Linked DNA regions of Rattus norvegicus: all the other regions are linked to region 3. A link is a contact called in public Hi-C data. All regions are on one chromosome and are shown on one strand. Each heading gives the region's core, a stretch centred on a gene start, on an enhancer-like site or on the middle of the called end of the contact. The rest is flanking DNA. Distances are from core to core; before and after follow the strand shown. Region 1 holds the start of C6h14orf180 (similar to human chromosome 14 open reading frame 180). Region 2 overlaps Adss1 (adenylosuccinate synthase 1). Region 3 holds the start of Kif26a (kinesin family member 26A). Region 4 holds the start of Tmem179 (transmembrane protein 179).

What was found. Hi-C and Micro-C count contacts between places; a contact is called where the count stands out from the background.
Region 1: a contact with region 3 is called in a Hi-C map of hepatocytes, with 2.5 times the contacts expected there. The contact joins the promoter of C6h14orf180 here to the promoter of Kif26a in region 3. A contact is called at or near these places in 10 of 12 Hi-C or Micro-C datasets (the A7r5 cell line, Schwann cells, frontal cortex and 5 more) and 1 of 1 datasets of contacts at active chromatin or transcription factors (oligodendrocytes).
Region 2: a contact with region 3 is called in a Hi-C map of frontal cortex, with 1.6 times the contacts expected there. The contact joins the enhancer-like site here to the promoter of Kif26a in region 3.
Region 4: a Hi-C map of liver shows a contact between it and region 3, with 8 times the contacts expected there. The contact joins the promoter of Tmem179 here to the promoter of Kif26a in region 3. A contact is called at or near these places in 2 of 12 Hi-C or Micro-C datasets (hepatocytes and liver).

The regions. Positions count from the first base shown.
Region 1 is chr6:137,376,654-137,380,774 of GRCr8, reverse strand. C6h14orf180 (similar to human chromosome 14 open reading frame 180) reads right to left here and starts at 2,429. Exons shown (of 6, transcript XM_039113396.2): 1 at 1,740-2,429.
Region 2 is chr6:137,512,524-137,516,206 of GRCr8, reverse strand. Adss1 (adenylosuccinate synthase 1) reads right to left here. Exons shown (of 13, transcript XM_039113409.2): 3 at 2,495-2,557; 4 at 2,047-2,097; 5 at 1,664-1,730; 6 at 437-544; 7 at 236-317; 8 at 1-81. Among named protein-coding and RNA genes, the nearest start is that of Siva1, 12 kb to the left of the region's middle. Within about 2 kb of position 2,131, at least 11 of the 93 cell types and tissues checked have an H3K27ac peak or open chromatin away from gene starts, as enhancers often do.
Region 3 is chr6:137,034,136-137,037,784 of GRCr8, reverse strand. Kif26a (kinesin family member 26A) reads right to left here and starts at 1,775. Exons shown (of 16, transcript NM_001414931.1): 1 at 1,577-1,775; 2 at 1,022-1,264. The coding sequence starts at 1,618.
Region 4 is chr6:137,400,049-137,403,779 of GRCr8, reverse strand. Tmem179 (transmembrane protein 179) reads left to right here and starts at 2,342. Exons shown (of 4, transcript NM_001126280.1): 1 at 2,342-2,757. The coding sequence starts at 2,453.

The DNA of each region.
Region 1 (4,121 bases), core at 1,180-3,679, 340 kb before region 3:
TGACTTAGGGACAGGGAGTGTTCTCAGGAAGGCTCCCAACTAGGCTTTATTCACACACACGTGGCCAGGAGCAGGAGCAGGAGCAGGAGCAGGAGCAGGAGCAGGAGCAGGAGCAGGAGCAGGAGCAGGAGCAGGAGCAGGAGCAGGAGCAGGAGCAGGAGCAGGAGCAGGAGCAGGATCAGGATCAGGAGCAGGAGCAGGAGGAGCAGGAGGAGCAGGAGCAGGAGGAGGAGCAGGAGCAGGAGCAGGAGGAGCAGAAACAGGAGCAGGAGTAGGAGTAGGAGGAGCAGGAGGAGGGGAAGGGGGAGGAGGAGCAGGAGGAGCAGGAGCAGGAGCAGGAGGAGGAGAAGGAGGAGGAGCAGAAACAGGAGCAGGAGTAGGAGCAGGAGCAGGAGGAGGAGGAGCAGGAGGAGGAGAAGGAGCAGGAGTAAGAGCAGGAGCAGGAGGAGGAGGAGCAGGAGGAAGAAGAGCAGGAGAAGGAGGAGCAGGAGGAGGAGAAGGAGCAGGAGTAAGAGCAGGAGCAGGAGGAGGAGCAGGAGGAGGAGGAGCAGAAACAGGAGCAGGAGTAGGAGCAGGAGCAGGAGGAGGAGCAGGAGGAAGAAGAGCAGGAGGAGGAGGAGGAGCAGGAGGAGGAGGAGCAGGAGCAGAAGGAGGGGAAGGGGGAGCAGGAGCAGGAGGAGAGGAAGGAGGAGGAGGAGCAGGAGGAGCAGAAACAGGAGCAGGAGTAGGAGCAGGAGCAGGAGGAGGAGGAGGAGGAAGAGAAGAGGGAAGAGGAGCAGGAAGAGTAGGAGTAGCAGGAGCAAGAGGAGGAAGAGGAGAAGCAGGAGCAGGGGAAACAGGAGTGGGAGCAGGAGAGCAGGAGCACGGGAGAGCAGGAACAGGAGCAGGAGGAGCAGGAGGAGCAGGAGGAGCAGGAGGAGCAGGAGCAGGCACTGGCCTCATGCCCCACCCATACCCCCCCCCCCGGCCTTGTTCATGAGAGATGTAGGTCTGCACAGCTCAGTTGCACCTCACTCTCTTAGTGGTAGCCACACAGTGATCCTGGTGTGTTATGAGGTTAGGGGGAGCCTCGAAGTGAAGCAGGGTTGATCTAGGCCCTGAAAGCCTTAGGTGGACAGGGTGGATCTTCCTCTAAGCAGAGCCTAGACTGAGGTGAACCCAGGAGGCTGCAAGTCACTTGTCAGCTGCCAAGTACCGGGCGGATCAGCCTAGGTCTGATTGTGGCACGCTGACTCGGCCCTGTGCTGGCCCCGGAGCAGCCCCTGGTTCTGTGCTCTGTCTGCTGCAGCATCTTCTATGTGGGCATAGGCCAGCCCTCCAGCATCTAGGTTTGAACAGGTCACTCGCCTGCTCCTCCCAAAGAAGGCCTGGCTTTGGACAGGGCATGGACTTAGGGTTATTGTAGCCCTAGGCCAGGTGTAGCCTCTCAAAGCCTAGGGGCACCAGGCTGAAACTGAGCTGCTCCCCAACCCCCTATACACACACATGTCATTCTGGTTTTACCAGGAGCTGTGGTTTATCTGTGACCGTTCCCACTTCGGGAAGCCCCTCAGGCCTTGTGCGAGGGAATCACAGCCACCCTCGGGAGTGTCCATGGTGACTTGTGTCATCTCTGCTCAGACGGCCTTCATCCTGCTGCCCACCACTTGGCTCCTTGCCTTGCCCACACTTGTCACTGGATATCTTGATCCTAACAGGGAAGGTCACTCAGATCGGGTCCCCAGAGCTGGTTTACTCACCTGGCAGTCTCCTGTGTCCACAAAGGAGGAAGCAACCATGCTCTGCAGGACGGCTGTGGAGCACAGTCCAGCATGGACCTGGTGGGTTCCGGTCAGCGGCGCTCAAGAGGGAGGCCCTTCACGTCACCTGTAGGTCATGCTGCTCCCCACAGAAGTCCTTCTGAAGGGGCTGCCTACCTCTATACAGGGCACAGTTGTTGCTGGTCCGTGTTGCCTGTCGGGACCCTCATGTTGAACCACAGAGTCAGACAGATAGCCAGGGCTGAGCTATGATTGCCTCCCCTTTGACAGAGATTGCGACAACCCCGAGACAGGCCACTGGCTCCAGATTTGGGAGGTACCATTCCTCAGGGCCCCAGTGGACTGCAGGCCAGGCCTGCACATGGGTCATCTCCACAATTCCTGCCTGCCTTGGCACGATTTGTTCATACCAGGCCAGCTTCAGAGCTGCGAACCTTGTGAAGAAGCTGTACTGTGGAATCAAGGGCAGAGCAGATGTGTGAGGCTGTGGAGAGGTGGGGTGACGGCAGACAGTAGAGCTTTGAGCTGGAGATGGCTTCTAGTCTGTCCGAGGCCTCGTGCTCTCTATGGTGTCCTGCCCCGGGAGTACAGGGCCCAAGTTACAGAGGTAGGCATGCTGACTGACTCCAATAAAGCCCTGAGATGAAGACAATGATGGTCGAATTGCAATCCCCTCACCCACATCCCTGCACCTCCAGCTTGCTCTCTACCTGGAGAGATAATTTACTCCAGGGACATTGGGATTCTGGGTCCTCCGATCATTCCAGTCACTTGTCCAGGGAATCCTGGGGAGGGGAGCTAGCCTTGCTGCCTCAGGTCTGCTTATAGCTGGCTGCATTCCACTGTGAGCCATGATCCTGTCAAGGATAAGGCCCGGGCTAGGTTCAAGCAGAACCTAGCAACAACCATGGCCTCTCTTCTAAAGGCAGGAATGACCAGACTTATGCACCAGACCATCCGCCCCTGCTCTTACACTACAGTCTTACGTCATCTGAGCGACATGGACCAATAAGTCACCGGCCTCATGCAGGATAAAGATCTCGTATGGCCACAGGCAGTGAACACTGGAGAAGGGATGGTGCTGTTTTTCTTCCTGGGAGGAGGTGACCCATGGGGCAGAGACCGTGAGGCTCTGTAGTCGTAGCCTCTCTGGACACACAGTGAACATTGTGGTGACCTTTGTGTTATCAGCCCTTGGCTGTTTTCTGGTTCCTCCCACTGCTGTGTTATGCTGGCCTAGCTGCCAAGCTTTCTCCGGCCTTGTCTGGCTGGAATGCAGAGGTCCCTTCCACAGAGGCAGGACAGTGGGAAGGTCATAGGTTATGGACCACCACACACTGAGTCCCTGGGTGAGCAGCAAATAGTGATAGAGGTGCAGGGGCCTGGGCAGGAATTAACCCATCGGTCTGGGGCAGGATGAGGTGGGGAATAGGATCCTATCTGCTACAGCAGAAGGATCTCCCAAGTAGGAATTTCCAGCTGCCTCAGTCTAGCGGGTGAAGCTGGCGTCTGGCGGCCATTGCTCCCACTATGAGACACAGCCCTGGGATATTGTCAGTGAAATGCGGCATCTTCAGATCCAGTCTTGGGACTTCATTCAGAAGTGCTCTCTGGCCCACTCTTGCAGCCTATGGGGTGAAGGGTTGTGACCCTGGGCCAGGGGTCACTGACTGTACTGTCAGTTATTAGCCTCAGGTGTTCTGAAAGACTCTAAGATTGTGTGTGTGTGTGTGTGTGTGTGTGTGTGTGTGTGTGTGTCTGTGTGTGTGTGTGTGTTCGTGCATGTGTGCGTGCATGCATGTGCATGTGTGCATGCACGTGTGTGTATGGGGGTGTGCATGTCTGTGCACAAGAGTGTGTGAGTGCATACACATACACATGTGTATGTGTGTATGGGAATGGTGTGTGAATGTGTGTATGGGGATGTGCATGTGTGCGCACAAGAGTGTGTGAATTTGTGTGTATGTTTGTATAAGGAAGTACGCATGTGCACAAAAGCGTGTGGGCACATGCCTGTGGGCATGTGCATGTATGTGTGTGTGGGAATGTGCATGTATGTGTATAAGAGTGTGCAAGCATGTGCATGAGTGTGCGTGTGTGTGTGTGTGTGTGAGTGAAGAGTCTGTGAATAGGACTGAGCAGCAGGAAACAAGGCAGAGAGGCAATGGGTTAGGAACGGCCTTTAGGCTGCAACCACAGGACCGTGGGCAAGAAGGGATTTGACTGGTCAGCTTTTGATGGATACAGAGAAGGGCTTGGAGAGGGGTAGGTCAGGGCACAGGTGAGGCATGGTCTGGCTTGTGCCTGTAGGGCAAGCAGAGTAGGGACCCCAGAAGAAGGTAGGAGAGCTTGTGCTGAAGG
Region 2 (3,683 bases), core at 882-3,381, 480 kb before region 3:
CTTCTTGGGGGGACCATGGAGTGCCTCATACATGAAGTAGACACCGTCCCGAACCATGGGTCTGATCCGCTCAGCAAAACCCTGAGAGGACCATGCAACCACATGAGCTGCAGAGGAGCGGGGTCCACAGAGCCCACAGGAGCTGAAAGCAGGCAGCAGTACCTGCCTGGGACTTTTGTGCTCCGCCCAGGTCTGCCCACCCCCATGTGCTTCCCCGGTGCCTGGCCCAGTTTACCTTGAGCCTTTTGAGTTGACCTTCCACATCTATTTCCAGGGTGGGGAACATAGACTGGTGCTGGTGGGCCAGGTTCTTGAATCTGTACAGGTAACCCTCACTGTGACCCTCTGAGGGACCACACTGGACCCGATTGCTCTATTTCCCAGCGTGTCTCCCACCACCTTTCCACGTGGGCTGTGGGAGGGTGGGCAGACCTACCTGGCAGAAAACTCATCAAAATCCGACAGGAGGTCACAGATGCGGAGGCCCGTCCGGGCAGCCTTGGAGGAGTAAGTTGGTCCGATTCCCTTCTTGGTGGTGCCGATACTAAAGACACAGAGTGGATGCTGCTGAGGAGCCTGGCTGATCCCACCCCAGCTTCTAGCAGACCCACGGCCCATCCCAGGAATCAAGGCCAGAAGGTGAGACGGAGCCTGGTCTGGATGCTCAACCACTGCAAGGACATGCAGACAGTTTAAGCTCATAGCAGGGTGCAGGGTGGGTGGGGAAGAGAGTCCTGGGGTCCAGCATCAGGGCTTCCCCTCTCTGCTTCTAAACATTGGCTTGGTGCCTTGGCAGCAAGAGCACTGTCACAGTGTGAATGCCACACACCTCATGTCTGCCCAAGTGACCCCAAGTCAGCCAACTGCTCACTGTCACCACTCATGTCTTGTGTGTGTTCGCGTGACAGTGTGCTTCCGCTAGTGTGCATATGTGACCGCGTGTGCACTTTCGTGAATAATTCACCCGTATAGGTGCAAGTACACATGCGTGCTCATGAATGTGAACATTTGCGTGCGCGTGCGTGCATGCGAGGGCACGTGCGTATCCGTGTGCCATGTGCACATGCAAGCACACATTCATGCTCATATATGCACAGTTGTGTAAGCAACGTGCCTTGACATGTACATGAGCGCTGTGCACCTCTGCAGAGTATGTGCGTGTGCCACCCTGACAGCTCCCCGCCTGCATCCCCGGCATGTCTGGAATTCTTTTTTTTTTTTTTTTTTTTTTGGTTCTTTTTTTCGGAGCTGGGGACCGAACCCAGGGCCTTGCGCTTCCTAGGTAAGCGCTCTACCACTGAGCTAAATTCCCAGCCCATGTCTGGAATTCTAACAAACATTTCTGAGTGGACCGGAGAGCAAGTATCACTTGTGGAGGAGTGGGCATTGGGTGCTACAGTGGTTGCTGGCCAAGCAGGGGCAGTCAGGCCAGTTCAGTGTTTGTCGTGTTTCCCTGTGGGATGTGTACATGCTCGGGATGGTGCCAGCCAACAAAGTCAGGGTGTGACCCCCAAGGCTGGACTCCCCTGTAGTTCTTGCAGGTTCTAATCTCACAGGACCCTCTAAGTTGGTTGATGCTCAGACAGGACCTGCACCCGGGCCACCAGAATGAGGAACTGGAAGTCCCCAGGGAGAGGAAGAACGGGTGGCATGAGGAACTTACTTCTTCCCCTCTTGTGCTTGCCGTTGCACTTCCTGCAGCCCGTCCACTGCCTGGTGGAAGTCGAACACTGTCGCCCAAAGCAGCACACGGGCAGGAGAGGAGCAGAGGACAGAGGTTTGTGAGGGACCTCACTTTCTGAATGGTGTCAGGAGAAGGGGTCAGCGGTGCCTAGCTGGGAGCAGAACCCGGGTTCCAGAGTCCCAGGCTCCACAAAGGGTAACCGAGTCTGACCCCGGCTTTGACCTCGCTGCTACCTTGAGGCTCATTAAAAAGAGTAAGGCTCAGCAGTACATGGTGCCAGGCAAGCCCTCCAGGGTCTCCTGAGCCCTGTACTGTGGAGGGGGTAAGGAGAGGCAAACCCCAGGGCCCCATGGGGACCTTACCAAGGTGAGCCCGGTCAGAGATGATGAGCCGCTTCTCCCAGTCCTTCAGCCCTGCAGGGATATGGCAGAGATGACAGATGTGTGCACTCTTGGGCGATGAGCGCCATCCCCCTCAGTGCTGCTGGTTCAAGTGTGTGGCCAGGTTCCGAAGGACACATGCACTGCACAGCAGCCACAGCCACAGCCCTGCTCTGGTACTTGATGCTCACTACGGCCCCCGGACTCCAACCCAAGAGACACCACACCCGTGCTAGATCTCCTCTTGCTTCAGCCTCCTTCCCGGATGTCCTGCACCTTGGAGTTTTAGACACTGTAGGCAGTTTAGAGATACTGGGCTGCCCAGCTTCCACTCCCTCGTGAGGGCTCTGCTGTCTGCTCTGCAGAGTTAGCGCGCAGGGAGCAGCCAGGGAGTGGGCCTGTGAGTGGGGCAAGGCCATGGGTGGCCTACCTTTCTTCTCGTTCTTCTCTGCCTCTTCAAACAAGCCTGGCAAGTGGATGACCACACCATTGCCTGCAACACAGGGCACAGAATCACGAATATTTACATTTCAAATGGTGCTGCTAGACTGCAAGAGCAAACAACTCAGGTGCCTAAACCCGGGTGATGGACAGCACAGTTACAATCAGGGACACTGGGACCCAGGCACAGACGATATGAATCCCCACAATCCACTTAGGTGAGGTCTCAAGTTACCCACACTCTTGTAGACAAGAGTAGAATTTCAGCGCCTGGACCTTGGGGGGAAGCAGAGGGTGGGCAGGTGGCCTGGCGTTTAGGGCTCCACAGTGTTGGCATGGGGATTGGAAAGTTCTGCAGACAGGGGTAAAATGCTACATAAGTCTCAACCCTGGGCGTTGAGCACTGAGCCTGCCCCAGATGGTGATAGCATCTTAGAGGGTAGTGAGGCCTCTGGAGGGTGAGTGGATACATAGTTGCAAATGTCCTACGCTGGTATGTTCCTTATTGACAGTGGAAGTGAGCTGTCAGGAGGTCTGGAGGACACCGGGATGCACATACAAGGAGTGTCCCAGGAAGCTGCGCACTCAGCCCCCAGCTGTCTGAGACAAGGGCAGCTATGGAGGTGTCCTGCTTAGTTTTTGTCTTGACACAGCCTAGGGTTACCCAGGAAGCAGAAACCTCAGCTTAAGAACATCCTTGACCAGATGGCCTGTGACCATGTCTTGATTGCTAATTGGTGTAAGAGGCCCTAGCTCATTGTGGAGGGTGCCATGCTTAGACAGGGGCCTGGCTGTGTAAGAAAGTTAGCCGAGGCTGGGCCTGGGGGAGCATGCCTTTAATCACAGCAGTCTAGAGGAAGAGGCAGGGTATATCTCTATGACCTAAGGCTAGCCTGGTCTATATAGCAAGACTCAAAGAATGAGGAGGAGATAGATAGATAGATAGATAGATAGATAGATAGATAGATAGATAGATAGATAGATAGATAGGCAGACAGACAGACAGACAGACAGAACTGGTCATGAATGATCCAGAGAGTGAGAACCAGTAAGCAGAATTCCTCCTCTTTGGTTTTTGTTTCAGATCCTACTGAGCTTCCTGCCCCAACTTCCCTCAATGATGAACTGTGACCTGGAAATGTAAGCCAAATAAACTCTCTCCTCCCCAAGTTGCTTTT
Region 3 (3,649 bases), core at 526-3,025:
CTCCTACATCAGTTTGCGTCCTGAAGCACCTCCGGAGCACACCCTAGGGCCCTCTCTGGGATCCTCCAGGCCAGCGAAGGCTGGTTGCCACTGGCAAAGGACGAACAATACCCTCGGTCAGTCACACCCCATACAGGCCCACAGGTCTAGCTGGTCTGAGAGGCTGTTAACATCCCTACCACAGACAAGCCAGGGGACCTGGAGAGGTGCCCAGAACAGACACACCTGCCTGGCATCCACCATATCTGACCAGACCCAGAGGAAGCCGGGTCTCTCATCCTCACCACGGCTGCACTGACAGGAAGGGGATCACAAGCCCTTCCCAAGGACTCCCTTACAGAGGCTGAAGGTCAGAAGCAGCTTCCTGTGGAGACCCCCACACCCCTGCCTTGCACACTTCCAGGGACCATTGTTCCCTGGAACAATGGTCCTGTTCTTTACATGCCTGGCAAAACTGGCCGGAAAGCCCATTAGACTCCTCTCCCACCAGCACTTGCAGTCATGCTGCAGCCTGGGAAACCCAGAGTCTCCATAGTCAATACCCACACGGAAAGCCTAGGCCCAAATGGCAGAGTCAGGGCAGGACACAGGCCCATAACAGACACTGGGTAAGTATGGGACAAGGCCACAGAATGGGGGCCCACTCTCTCGTCTTTTATGCCTTCTCTATACGGGCATGCCAGTGTCCAGATGCCCAAAGTGCCACACCGAGAAAAGCCCTGCCCCGAGCGAAGTCCCCACCCCACCCCTCACGCCCCACCCCGTCTTCCCCTTTTCTACCCCTCCCAAACACAGACTAGCTCCAGCTGTGGGACATCTGTGGCTAGGAAAGAAATGTACCCAACCCCCCTCTGACACGCAGCAGGACTCCTAGGGTGAGGTGCGCCAACACACTCTTGCAGACTAAGGTATAGGGGCCCACATTGAACCAGCCAGGCTCCAAGCCTCAGCCCCAGCCCCAAAGACTTCCAAGTTCCAGCTCTTCCCTGTCTGAGGTATGGCCTGAAGTGGGATCACTTACCCGTAGAGGAGTCCCGGGCCCGCTGACCAACTTCCACGCCTGTCGTTTGAGCTCCACGAGCTTCGTGTGGCAGTGGCGGCACCACCCGCCCCCACCGGTCGAGTGGCCCTGCTCTGCGCTGGCTCCCGCGCCCTCCGGAGCAGGGCGGCTGCTGCATAGGTCTTGGTCGAGCCCGGCGGGCAGCCTCTTGCGCGGAGATACCTCAAGCGGCGGGGACTCTCGAGCCGATCGGCACTCAGCCACCTGCGGGGGTTGGAGATGGGACAGTAAGCCCAAGGCTTCGCGCGGCGCCACTGCTGGACTCCACGCGGCCGACTCCAGAACCCGTCGCTCATGCCCCTAAAGCCACGCTCGCGCAAAAGTTAGGGCGCTGGATGCAACGCCAGGGGTCCCTGACGAAGAAGCCCCAATCCGACGCTCCGGGCCCTGTCCCGATCCGCTCCAAGCCCCACCCCTAGAGGGCGCCGTACACCCCGTTAGCATCCTCGTTGTCCTGGGCTCTGAACCCGGTGCCCGCGGATCCCGGCCGCCCGCCCCGAGCAGGGCCTTGCGTACCGCGGGCTGCACCGCACACAAGGAGGCGCCGCGGCCAACCATGGCACGGACGCAGGAAGGGATACGTTGGCTCTCGGGGCGCAGTGGCTACGTGATCCGGCCCAGGGGCACCCCCATGGCCAGGCCTGCTGCTCTGAAGTTGGCAGTGCAGGCGAGTGGCGGAGAGCACGCTGTGGACGCGGCCGGCTTGCTCCGGGACAGGCTGGGCGGGGGCGGGGGCGGGCCAAGGCTTGTAGAGGGAGGGAAGGGGGCGGGACGCCAGAGCGCCGCCCCCACCCTGAGCAGAGCCAAGTGGGCGGGGGTCCTGCTCCTCCTTGCGGCCCCGCCTACTGCTAGAACCCCCAACCTGTTAGTTGAGTGCGGATGCGGGAGGGGCGGTGGTGGCTGCAGAGACCCAAGTTACGCGCGCGCATGCGCCTCTCTCCTTCCTGAGCAAGGATGGAGTGCGCCTCCTGGGAGGCACCCAACACTCTCATCACTTTGCGAGCGGGAAAACTGAAGCTTTTGCCCAAGGTCGCACAGCGAGGAAGCTGGAGTGGAGAATTGGGGCAATGAAAGGGGCTGGAGCCCGGCCAACAGCTTCCCCAGAGCACCCAGTGCACTTCGAGTGTTGTCTGGCCACGCTCTGGCTCCAACAGTCTCTCATGGGTGAGGATCTGCGTTTCAAGAAGTGCAGTGAGCGGCTACAAGCTGTCTGGAAATGTCCTTGCAGCCGCGCCTGTGCCTGAAAGTGGATTGCTGGCCGAGCCGCCTGGGAAGTGGGGGAAGCGAGGCGGCTGGCCCTGGGGGTGTGCTGGACCTGTTGTCTGCCGGCCTGGCAGATGGGGAGTTAGCTCCGGAATTAATTGCCTGTTTGTCTCTGACCAAGAGGTCTCCCCTCTTCCCCAGCGACCAGTTGCTCTCGCCCAAGTCAGACCCCAAATGTCACCACCATCTGAAGTCGCAGGGGACTCCGGCCCAAGCTTTGGATCAGCCCAAAACCCCAGATTGGAGCTAAGGGGGCTCTGCGGCGAGGCTCCCCGTGACACAAGCGCCACCTGCCGGCTGTCGTGCGCACAGGGTTTGAGGGTGCAGAGACAGGACGCCACGCGTTCTGAGCGCTGAGCTTTTCCGCTGGAGGCTGAGACTTGGGACAGCTGAGCCAGGAAAGACCCTGGCCGGGCATCCTCAGAGCAGTCAGACCTTCGCACGGTATAGGGTCTGTCAAATGACCTCTCCTTTCTGTTCAACTCTCCTTTCCCCACCCCGACCCTGCTTACTTAGCCCTCCACTCCTATGCACTATTGGTCAAGAGTGGGATGAAGATCCCGTTTTCCAGGTCATCTATGACTTAAAAGAGTCTGTAAACACGACAGGAAGTAATCAATAAAGTGAGAACGAGCTCCCCACTTTCTGCAACCCCCAAGCCTTCAGGCCCTTCTCAGACTTGTGAAGGAAGACAGGCAGGCGTCAGCCCACCCTGGGATCTGGGTAGCCTCAGGCACCACCCTCCTCAGTCCGCCTCTGTAAACACTACAAACAGCGTCACCCCGCCTCTCTATGGCACTGAAACAAACACCCATGGCCTGGGAGGCTCACGCATTGTTATTGGCACACACACACACACACACACACACATTACACATTACACACACACACACTCAAACACACACTCACTCCTCACACGGACACCAAGAAGCATCACCCGAAACCCAGACCCTGCGCTCATGATGGACCACACCCGCAACTTCACTTCCCCGCACCACCGCGGCTCTTCGGGAAGCATACTCTACATTCGAGTTCCCAAAGGACACAAAAACACAGCCTCGCAAGACCCCGGGGTGTACCAAGCATCTGGAATGATCTCAGAAACTCAGATCACCTCCCCCTAGCCTTTTCCTTGCCCATCCATGCAAGGTGAGAAGCGGGATCTCTGCGCTACGCTCTCCTTGGAAGATCGCTGCTCAAGGCTCGGGTTCCAGTGCAGCCTGGACTAGAAAGAGAGAATCAAGCAGCACCAGCCCGGGAAAGTGCAGTCTCCGAGCGCGTGCAGACTCCACCCGGGACCTGCCGCGTTTTCGCGGTGCTGAGCAG
Region 4 (3,731 bases), core at 1,093-3,592, 370 kb before region 3:
GGCTGTGACGGTGAGCAGGTGAGCATTCTCGTCTTGATTTTTTTCTGTCTGAACAGGTACAAACTTGGTGTCTTAAAGGCAGACTAACGTATTCTGATAGTGTCCTTCTATTTCTACGCAGAACTGAAGACCAGGTAGGGGATACTGAATGAAAGACAACAGTGTTCAGATATGCCTTTACACAGAATGCAGGGTTCCTCCCTTACTCATTGGCAAACCCCCCGTGGCTCAGCTCTTCCTGCATTTGTAGGATTAATTTTACTTATCCATATTTTCTTATTAATGCACTGAGTTGCATTCAATTCACCGTTTGTTTTTAAAAATTGGCATTGATGTTTGTAAGTGCAGTTTTCTTTTCTTTTCTTTTTCCACTCAGTTTTAATGAGGTTTTTCTATGACTGTAATATTGGCTTTTATTTTTTTTTAAAGATTTGTTTATTTTATTTATATGAGCACATTGTAGCTCTTTCCAGACACGCCAGAAGAGGGCATCAGATCCCATTACAGATGGTTGGGAGCCACCATGTGGTTGCTGGGAATTGAACTCAGGACCTCTGGAAGAGCAGTCAGTGCTCTTAACCACTGAGCCATCTCTCCAGCCCAATATTGACTTTTAAATATGAAATGTGAGGACCGGGTATGTAGTGCACGAATTTAATAATAGCACCCAGGAAGCAGAGGCAGGTAGATCCCTATGAGTTCAAGATCAGCCTTGTCTACATAGCGAGTGTCAGGCCATCCCAGGAAAAATAAAGACACCCCCTTCTCTCTCTCTCTCTCTCTCTCTCTCACACACACACACACACACACACACACACACACACACCACACAAGAATTGTGAAGTTTTCCATAGTTTCTATAGGTTGAAATCATTTCAGTAATAAAACAGTTCCTTCATATAGATACTCAAGAGATGGCAAAGTGAATTCTCTATGTGCAGAGGCAGGTGACAAATGATTATGACTATAAACGGATATGTGACCTCCCACCGATAAACAGAGGACAAGTCACAAATCGATGAGCCATCTTTCTGTGTAGAACCAATCAGTCTGAAAGCCTTGCTCAGGAGAAGGGTCTGCAGAGTGGGTGTGTGGGTAACCTTTCATGGTATTGTCAGAGAGCGGTTTGGCCATTCCTGCCAACACCACTTCAAATGTTCATACCTCCTGAGCCAACCATTCCTCTCCTAAGACTTTCATAGAGACTCACGTGCTGCCTGCATGGCCGCGCAAACGCAGACACCGAGATGTCACACGGTAGAGCTGGAAACAGCAAATACCAAAGACGTTCCGCGTTCCCCCACAGAGGGACAGCCACACGGAACGGTCATTGGTATGGCATGCTATACAACTACTAGAAAGAAGACCACAGGCCAGCTTGTGCAGACAGGGAATGATGCAAACTGCATATTGCTGGATGACCGGGTCACCTGTAGACACAGGCATGGTGTGAAGCATTTTTTTTTTTTTGTAAACTGTGTGTGCTTATGTGCAAGATGTCTGGATAGGTAGACATCAGATTGTCACAAGTGGTGATGATGTGACAGGGTGAAGGGAAGAGGAAGAATCTTGGAGTCTTTGCATCACACATATTCCTCATTGCAATTGAAAAAAAAAACAAGCGCACATTGCTTCGGCAATAAAACAAAAGGAATTTTTAGTGCCTGCAGGAAAAAAAAAGCTGATGTAATCTATATCCAGAAGGAAGGCTCTAGGGCTTGCTCATTCTGGGAATTGGACTAACAGTTACTTGGTGTTAAGAGAAACTCGAAAAGTCATTAATTCTATTAATTAATGCACTGGCAGCTCCATCACAGCAAAGAGGTCTTAATGAGGTGCCCAGGGCAGCCATTATTTATCTCACAAACACAGACTGGAGGGCTCCACTGTGGGGTTGAGGGCATGGTTCTCGGAGCACAAACAGATCACAAGTCTGCTCCACCTAGGACTACTTAAGCCCTTCCTCCTTTCTATCCTCATGCCTACTGACTTGACTCTCTGCCTCCCTCCTCCATTCACTTTGAATACAAAGGCCTTGGCAAAGGAGTCTGAACCACAGATTGGTTTTCATCCTTTTCCTCCTTAGCTGGTACCCTTACTGACAGAGTCAGGTCTCCCCAAGCTGACTTAGTAATGCTCACGCCCCTGCCAGGTCCCCAAGGCACCTCTCCATCAACGTAGTCTGGCCTTATCCAGTGTAGTTCTCAGTTGGTCTACCGACCCTGCAGCGGCGGGTGCTGTCCGCGGTGCTGACCGCAGGCGCGCCCCACGCTCGGCCGGTGCGCACGCGTCTGCGCGCAACGCGAGAGACCCGCGGGCGCCGTCACTGCGCAGCCTCCCACGCTGCTCGGGCCAGGCCTGCGCGGCGCCGGAGACTCGCGGCCCGGCTCCTGGAGTGGTCGCATCTCCGACCGGTGGCCTTCTCGGCGGCTCCTCTCATCCTGGCACCACCATGGCGCTCAACAATTTCCTCTTCGCGCAGTGCGTCTGCTACTTTTTGGCCTTCTTGTTCAGCTTCGTGGTGGTGGTGCCATTGTCCGAGAATGGCCACGACTTTCGTGGTCGCTGCCTACTCTTTACCGAGGGTATGTGGCTGAGTGCCAACCTGACGATGCAGGGGCGGGAGCGCTTCACGGTGCAGGAGTGGGGCCCACCGGCTGCCTGCCGCTTCAGCCTGCTCGCCAGCCTCCTGTCACTGCTGCTGGCCGCTGCGCACGCATGGCGCACACTCTTCTTCCTCTGCAAGGGACACGAGGGGTAAGTTTAGGCCTTTCAACAGCCCAGCGCAGACAGAATCAACACTCACACGGTTCCTGGCACCCATCAGGCCCTCCTCTCCAGAGGCCATGAGTCCCTTCTGCTGCAGAGGCCTGCACGTGTCAACACTCTCAGCCTCATCACTTCCAAGCAGCTGGCCCTTTGTTTACACACAGGCCCAGGGCTATGAGGCTGTCTGTCCGACTCACATGACCTCTTTCTGTTCCCAGAGTGAACATCACTCCAGGTTCCCAGTCCTGACCCCTTGGAGCACAGATGTTGCACTGTCATGGCTGTATGCCTGGGCTCTCCGGCTCAGCTAGGCCATACTCCATGGGACCTGGGACCATTTGCAGCCCTGCACCCCTTTCCTGTGGGTAGAGGACGGGACTACACTTGGGAAAGAGTGGGCAGTTTTCTATTCTTGCTGCCCCTCTTGGGAAAATATGGCAGAGGATGTCTGGAGCGCTCCTTAAGCTCTCCCCTGACACTCAGGCCTTGGCTGGAGGCATGGACAGTGTTTGTGTGTGTGTGTGTGTGTGTGTGTGTGTGTGTGTGTCTGTTTGTCTGTTTCTCTCTGTGTGTCTGTGTGTGTGTCTGTATGTATGTGCGTGTACTGTGTGTCTGTCTCTCTCTGTGTGTTTGTGTGCGTGTGTCTGTTTCTGTGTGTGTCTGTCTGTGTGTCTGTGTGTCTTTATGTGTGTGTGTACTGTCTGTCTGCCTGCCTGTCTGTCTCTTTCTCTCTCTTTCTCTGTGTGTGTGTGTGTGTGTGTGTGTTTGTGTGTCTACTTTGTGTTCTCTGTACTTTGTCACTTGGCTGAAGTCAGTGGAATGTGGACACCTGGTGTCCTTAGCCAGCAACAACCTAGAGCCCATCCTCTCCCTGGCTGAGGCTTCCTGGGTCCGGGAGTGACAGTGCTCCTGCAATGGAGAAGGAATTCCTATATCTAGTGCTCCCCAACCTATCTTCTACC